Linked DNA regions of Mus musculus: region 2 is linked to region 1. Evidence: chromatin contacts called from public HiChIP or PLAC-seq data. All regions are on one chromosome and are shown on one strand. Each heading gives the region's core, a stretch centred on a gene start, on an enhancer-like site or on the middle of the called end of the contact. The rest is flanking DNA. Distances are from core to core; before and after follow the strand shown.

Region 1 (3,082 bases), core at 79-2,578:
CTGTCAGCAGAAATGCCCAACACACCGCATGCGGCTGCAGAGGAAACTGGGTCTTGCCAGTAATAGCAGGTGACAATTTGCTTCTCTAAACTCACAACTAGGGTAAAGGACCTCTGACTGAGGGCGACACAGAACACCTGGGTCTGTGATCTTGAAGCTGAGACAGCTCTCAAGAGAGCTCTCTGTAGATCTTTAACCCAGGGAAGAGTCAGCAATCGTCCCCAAGGACGTAACAGCTGGCCACATTGCCATGTTGTCCCTTGGCTCTTAAGCGTCCCATGAGGAGTATTTGTGAGTCTTCTGTGGTGGCCAAAAGCCAAGAGCATCTGTCGCTAATTTTCCTTCGGTGGGTTGTGGGGCTTAAGCCATCTTCATCTCTTTGCCTAAGCCTTAAGTCCCAGTGATAAACCGAGGCAGGAATCTGCTAGTTTACCCTGGTGGACCAGTGACTGGGCTTTCTGACAGAGTGTAGTTGAAGGTTACAGGCTGTGGGTGCTCCTCCACAAACATCTGGGAGGCTTTTACCCAGCAGGCATGAGGGCTGTCTCATAGAGCCCCTCCCCTAGGCTCCCTGAGACTTTACAACTGGGGGTAGGAATCCACTGTGCACCCAGGTGTAGGTCCCCACCTGCCACGAGGGCTGTTAACAGCCCTCAGGCCCTGCTTGATTAACAAGGGAGCACAGGTGAACTCCCCAAGATGGCGGTTGCTCAGCTCCCAACACCATCCGAGGCAGAGGCCAGCCAGCCCCAGAACCTAGCCTCAGCAGGCGGCTAATCTCTGAGAACTTTTTTCTTTTTCTCCTTTCTCTCCATGTGTTTAAGTTTGTGCTTGTGTGGGGGATGGGGGGGGATGCGTGTGTGTGTGTGTGTGTGTGTGTGTGTGTGTGTGTGGTGTATGCATGTGGGTGAGTGTGGAGGGAAGGCCAGAGGACAAACACAGGGGCTCTTCTTCCTCAGGTGCCACCAACACTGTGTTTTGAGACAGGATCTCTCCATAGCCTGGTCATCTCTAAGTAGGCTAGGCTGCCTGAGCAGTGGGCCCCGGGGATCTTGCTTGGCTCCACCTCTCCAGAGTTGGGATTACAAGTGTGTGCCACCACACCCGGCTTTTGTTTTTTTGTTTTTTGTTTTTTTTTTTAACCTGAGGCTTGGTATTGAACTTGGGTCATCATCTTTGAGTACAGTACCAGCTGGTGGATCTTGCCAGTCTCTTCCCCACACAGCTTGGGTTTGTGGAACTCCAGGAGCCATAGTTTCCTGAGCCTCAGGCTGGGCCTCCTGAGTGCTGAGATTCACCACCACTTTGGGCTCTTTTTGGTTCCTCTTTCCAGAGTCCAGGGCTGCCCCAAAGGCTGCCATCCTTTGGGCCATACAGGAAGTAGGGGGCCCTGCCCCAGGGTGTCTTCCCGCCTTGATTTTTTTTTTTTAAATAGCGTTGTTGGCTAACAGCCTGAGCTAGCTCTGCAGAGAGAAAGTCCCAGAATATCAGAGCTGCAGGGCCATGGAGCCACCTGCTCTGGTCCTTTCATTTCACAGGGGAGGAGAGACAAAGCAACGCTGCTGGAAGATGAAAGGACACTCTGGGCTTCTTGGTGGCCAGAAGAAGAATTGAACTAGTCCCAAGTTCCACCCACGGCCAGCCTCTTACTGCCTGGTGGGTTAGACTGTGTGTGCAGACTCTCCGGGTACAAATCCCTGGCTCTGACCTTCACTGACCGCGAGACCCACCACAGGCAGGCACCTCACTCTCACCAAGCCCCAGTTTCTGATCTGCAAAGCAGGGATGGTTTTTCTTAGCAATACTGTGCCATGCCAACTCAAGGAGAGAACATTTGGTGCCGGCTGACATGGGCCCCCCACATGGTGCAGGCTGACAGGGGATCCCCACACTTGACCTATTTTTTACTGTGACCAGAAAGTGTTGATCCGGGCCTTATGGGAGTCGGAAGCAGTGGAAATATGGCGGTCACACATTCCAACCCTGTATTCAGTCCGTGAATGGTACATTTGGTCACAGTACATAATTGAAGCTAGGGTTATCTCTCAAATTCAAGACATATGAGGAGCTGTGGGACAGGCTGTGGGGATGGGGTGCAGGCTTCCCAGGAGCTGCAGCATATAGGCAGCAGGGCCTTGCAGTTTGCATAGGAGTCCCCAGACAAGGAGTGAAGCGAGCCAGCACTTGGGAGGCAGAGGCAGGCAGATCTGATTCAGAGCCAGCCTGGTCTACAGAGTGAGTTCTAGGATAGCCAGGGGTACACAGAGAGACCCTATCTTGAAAAACCAAACCAGACCAGAAGTGAGTGAGTGTGGGGATGTAGCTCAGCTTCCATGAACAAAACACTGAGATCAGTTCTTGGCACCAACAAACTGGCAAAAAGACTCCCAGCTTGACCACACAGCCCCTGCCTCCAATATGTGTATAGGGCTGGCAGGACGGCTCAGGAGATAAAGGCACTTGCCTTCAAGCCTCATATCCTAGGTTTAGCTTCCAAGTGCCACGTGGAAGAAGACCAGAATCCCGAAAGCCAACCTCTGACCTCTTTGCATTGCAGCATGCACAGCATATATGCAGTGTGTGTGTGTGTGTGTGTGTGTGTGTGTGTGTGAGAGAGAGAGAGAGAGAGAGAGAGAGGAGAATCAAGTAGGGGGAACAACAGCAAGACAGTCAGCACCCATAAAGCCAGAGAGACCTAGAAGAGCAAGATATTTCTGGAAGACTACGGGGTGGCTGCTGAGTGTGTGGGATCCCTTCTTCCTCCCTCCTGGGGTGCCCACATATAAGTGGTAAAGTCAGGACCACAGTTTTTTGAGAACAACACGATACAGTTCCCACAGTCGGCTCATTAGACAGATGAGGAGACCCAGGGGGACCCCCAGAGGTTCCCAGCCAGGCAGTGTTCACCCCTATCTGCCCACCCTCAGGCGTGGCAGGGGAGGGGGGAGGACTCGGAGGGGGTGTGGCTTTCTGGGGAACTCTGCCGCTGGGAGGAGGGTCAGCTGGGGCTGCGGGGGGCTGTGGGAGAGAGGAGCAGCTGGCTGGATGACAGCCTGGGGGCAGCTGGCCCATTATTTATGGC
Region 2 (2,971 bases), core at 319-2,818, 470 kb after region 1:
GGTGTTTCAAACCCAGGGCCTCATGGCTGAAATCCTGATCCTCTCACCTCTACCTTCTGAGTGTTGATCTGACAGGCCTGGGCCACCTCACCATCTCTTACTCTGGCTGCCTGGTTTCCCTGTGGCTGTTACTGGTTTGTCCTCACCTTCTTGCATTGTGGGCATCACTGGTCACCCAGGGTAAACCCTGCCTGCCACATCTTGGTGACCCTACAGCTGCTCTCTGAGCTGGTGGTAGACTAGGCTAGAAGGTCCACAAAGCCTCAGCTTGGGGCCTCTCTCCCCTACTGGCAACATACTGTTCAGTGATGGGGGCTTCCTTCTAGCCCAGTAGAAGCTTCCAGACAGAAGCAAAAACAGGAGCTGTGAGCCTCATGTCAGAGCAAGCAGGAGCTGTGAGCCTCATGTTGGAGCAAGTCTGGAGACCCTCTGGGACTCAAGAGGAGGAACACAGATTGTATTCTGATGAACAGAGTGGTAGGGAGCACTGCCATTCTTGAAGATTCCAGATCAGGCTGGTGAAATGGAGAGTGGTGGAGCCTCCTGCCATACTGGGTGGGGGTAGCTTGGACACATGGTGAGGGACAAGAACACACACACACATATACATATACACACATACACACATATAGACATACAAATACACACACACACATATACATATACACACATACACACATATAGACATACAAATACACACACATACACACAAATACACACATATACATACATGCACATATATACACACACATACATACATATACACACAACACATGCATATACATACACATATACACACATACACATGCATGTACACACATACACACATATACACACATACACACATATACATACACACACAAATATACATACATGCACATATATACACACATACACACATATACATACACACACAAATACAAATACAGCCGGGCGTGGTGGTGCACGCCTTTAATCCCAGCACTTGGGAGGCAGAGGCAGGTGAATTTCTGAGTTCTAGGCCAGCCTGGTCTACAGAGAGTTCCAGGACAGCCAGGGCTACACAGAGAAACCCTGTCTCAAAAAACCAAAAAAAAAAAAAAGAAAAAACCCCACATACATGCACATATATACACACATACACACATACATAAGTAACACATATATACATCTACACACATATACACACATACACACATACCTATACATACACACATATACATATACACACATACATACATTTACACATACATACATACATATACACAAATAAACACATACCTGTGGGTGGAGTGTGGGAATAAAAAAGAAAAAAAAAATAAACACATACCTATACATGCACACACACATACACATATACACACATACACACACTCATTTACAATATATTACTTTTAAAAAAAAGATTCCAGTCTAGGCTTGTCCAATCCAGAGCCCATGCAAGTGCCATCTGCATGGTTCAGGACACTTGGCAGTGATGTCACCAAAGGGTGGGGAGGAGGAGTCCCATTGTCCCAGTCCTACCCAGGCAGGCAGTTGCTCGGTGGATCCTAGGGGCCCCAGCACAGGCAGCCAGGGCAGTGGCAAGGAACTAGCTCTCCTCTGCCTCCCACCCCCCTTGCTGTCAGGCCTCCCTGGGCTGGCAGGACATATGGCCCTGCCAGGGGAAGTCAAGCTGGGAGCTTTGCCAGTGAGGGCCAGATGGAGCATCAAGAAATCACAAATCAGCTCACGGACAGCACCATAAATAATCCGCGTGGGTGGCCGCAGCCCTGAAGACGCGTTTCACAGCCCCGGAGTGCTGGAGGCTGGCTCTCTCTGTCTTTGACCTGGAAACTCTCATCTCTCTAACATAACAGCTCCCCGCTACTCACAGAACACGAGCTGAGGGCAGATGAAGTGGGAGACGGACATGTCAGCTCACTTTAAAGGATCTGGGGATGTGGCTCGTCTGGTGGGGTGTTATGAGGCTTCTGTTGGAGGCCCCCAGAACCACAGAGCCCTATACACTTAGCATGGTGGCTCACACCTGTACCCCAGCATTTGGGTAAGATGGGGAGGGGGATCAGGAATTCTACATCTTTTTTGGCAATATATCACATTTAAAACAAACAAATAACAACAACAATAATGTAAACAACCCCCAAAGTGGTTCTTCTTCCCCACCTCGCTGTGCCCAGGGCATAGCTGTGGGGGACTAAGCCCAGCTGCCCCCTGAAGCCTTGTCACTGGATGGATAGAGAGCAGTGCGCTCTCCTTTCCTTCCTCAACTCCTCCCCCTCCCCCCCCAGCGGCAAAGCCAGCCAGGCTGTTGCCATATGGCTGCTCCACTTCCCCAGTGAAGAAGAAGAAGCTGTGTCTAAACCAGGAACGGGCTCTGAGCCTCTCCCAGATGTCTTCTGTGCCTCGTTTTATCACATCAAGGTGAAGATTAAACGGCTTTGTTTTTTTTATTTGTTTGTTTGTTTGTTTGTTTGTTTATTGAGGCAGTGTTTCAGTAGCCCTGTGTAGCCCTGGTTGGTCTGGAACTCACTCTGTAGTCTAGGTTAACTTCCAACTCCAAAAGACATTTCTTCCTCTGCCTGCCAATGCTTGAACTTACTTTGAAGACCAGGCTGACCCCAAACTCACAGAAATCTGCCTGCCTCTGCCTCCAGAGTGCTGGGATCAAGGGCGTGGGGCACTATTGCCCCTCCCCCCCCCCCCCCCCCGTTTTGAGATAGAGTCTCACTCTGTAGGTCATGCTAGCCTGAAACTCACACTATTGCCCAGGCTGTCCCTTCTCGAAGAACTCATCACACTTCTGCCTCAGCTTCCCAAGTACTAGGGCGATGGGCCCACTTCACTATGCCTGACCCTGCCTCTGGTCAGGTCCCACATGCGTCCTGGTCCCTCAGTAAGAAGGGGATTTCTGCCCCTGCGCTCACAGAGGGGAGGAGCCTCACATGAAGCCGCCTGGGAGGTATGAAGAAGCCTCTGGGAGCTTCAGAGC

What was found. HiChIP or PLAC-seq counts read pairs in DNA pulled down with a chosen protein or histone mark.
Region 2: a contact with region 1 is called in an H3K27ac HiChIP or PLAC-seq map of microglia, with 5 times the contacts expected there. The contact joins two enhancer-like sites. A contact is called at or near these places in 3 of 39 promoter capture datasets (hippocampal neurons, liver and pre-B cells), 1 of 484 Hi-C or Micro-C datasets (the C2C12 cell line), 2 of 115 datasets of contacts at active chromatin or transcription factors (microglia and pancreatic cancer cells) and 1 of 9 other capture datasets (macrophages).

Annotation. Positions count from the first base shown.
Region 1 is chr17:27,172,508-27,175,589 of GRCm38.p6, forward strand. No RefSeq gene overlaps it. Among named protein-coding and RNA genes, the nearest start is that of Ip6k3, 6.3 kb to the left of the region's middle. Within about 2 kb of position 1,329, at least 42 of the 459 cell types and tissues checked have an H3K27ac peak or open chromatin away from gene starts, as enhancers often do. A contact at or near this core is called in macrophages and microglia, where this site is marked.
Region 2 is chr17:27,641,048-27,644,018 of GRCm38.p6, forward strand. No RefSeq gene overlaps it. Among named protein-coding and RNA genes, the nearest start is that of Rps10, 7.3 kb to the left of the region's middle. Within about 2 kb of position 1,569, at least 103 of the 459 cell types and tissues checked have an H3K27ac peak or open chromatin away from gene starts, as enhancers often do. A contact at or near this core is called in macrophages and microglia, where this site is marked.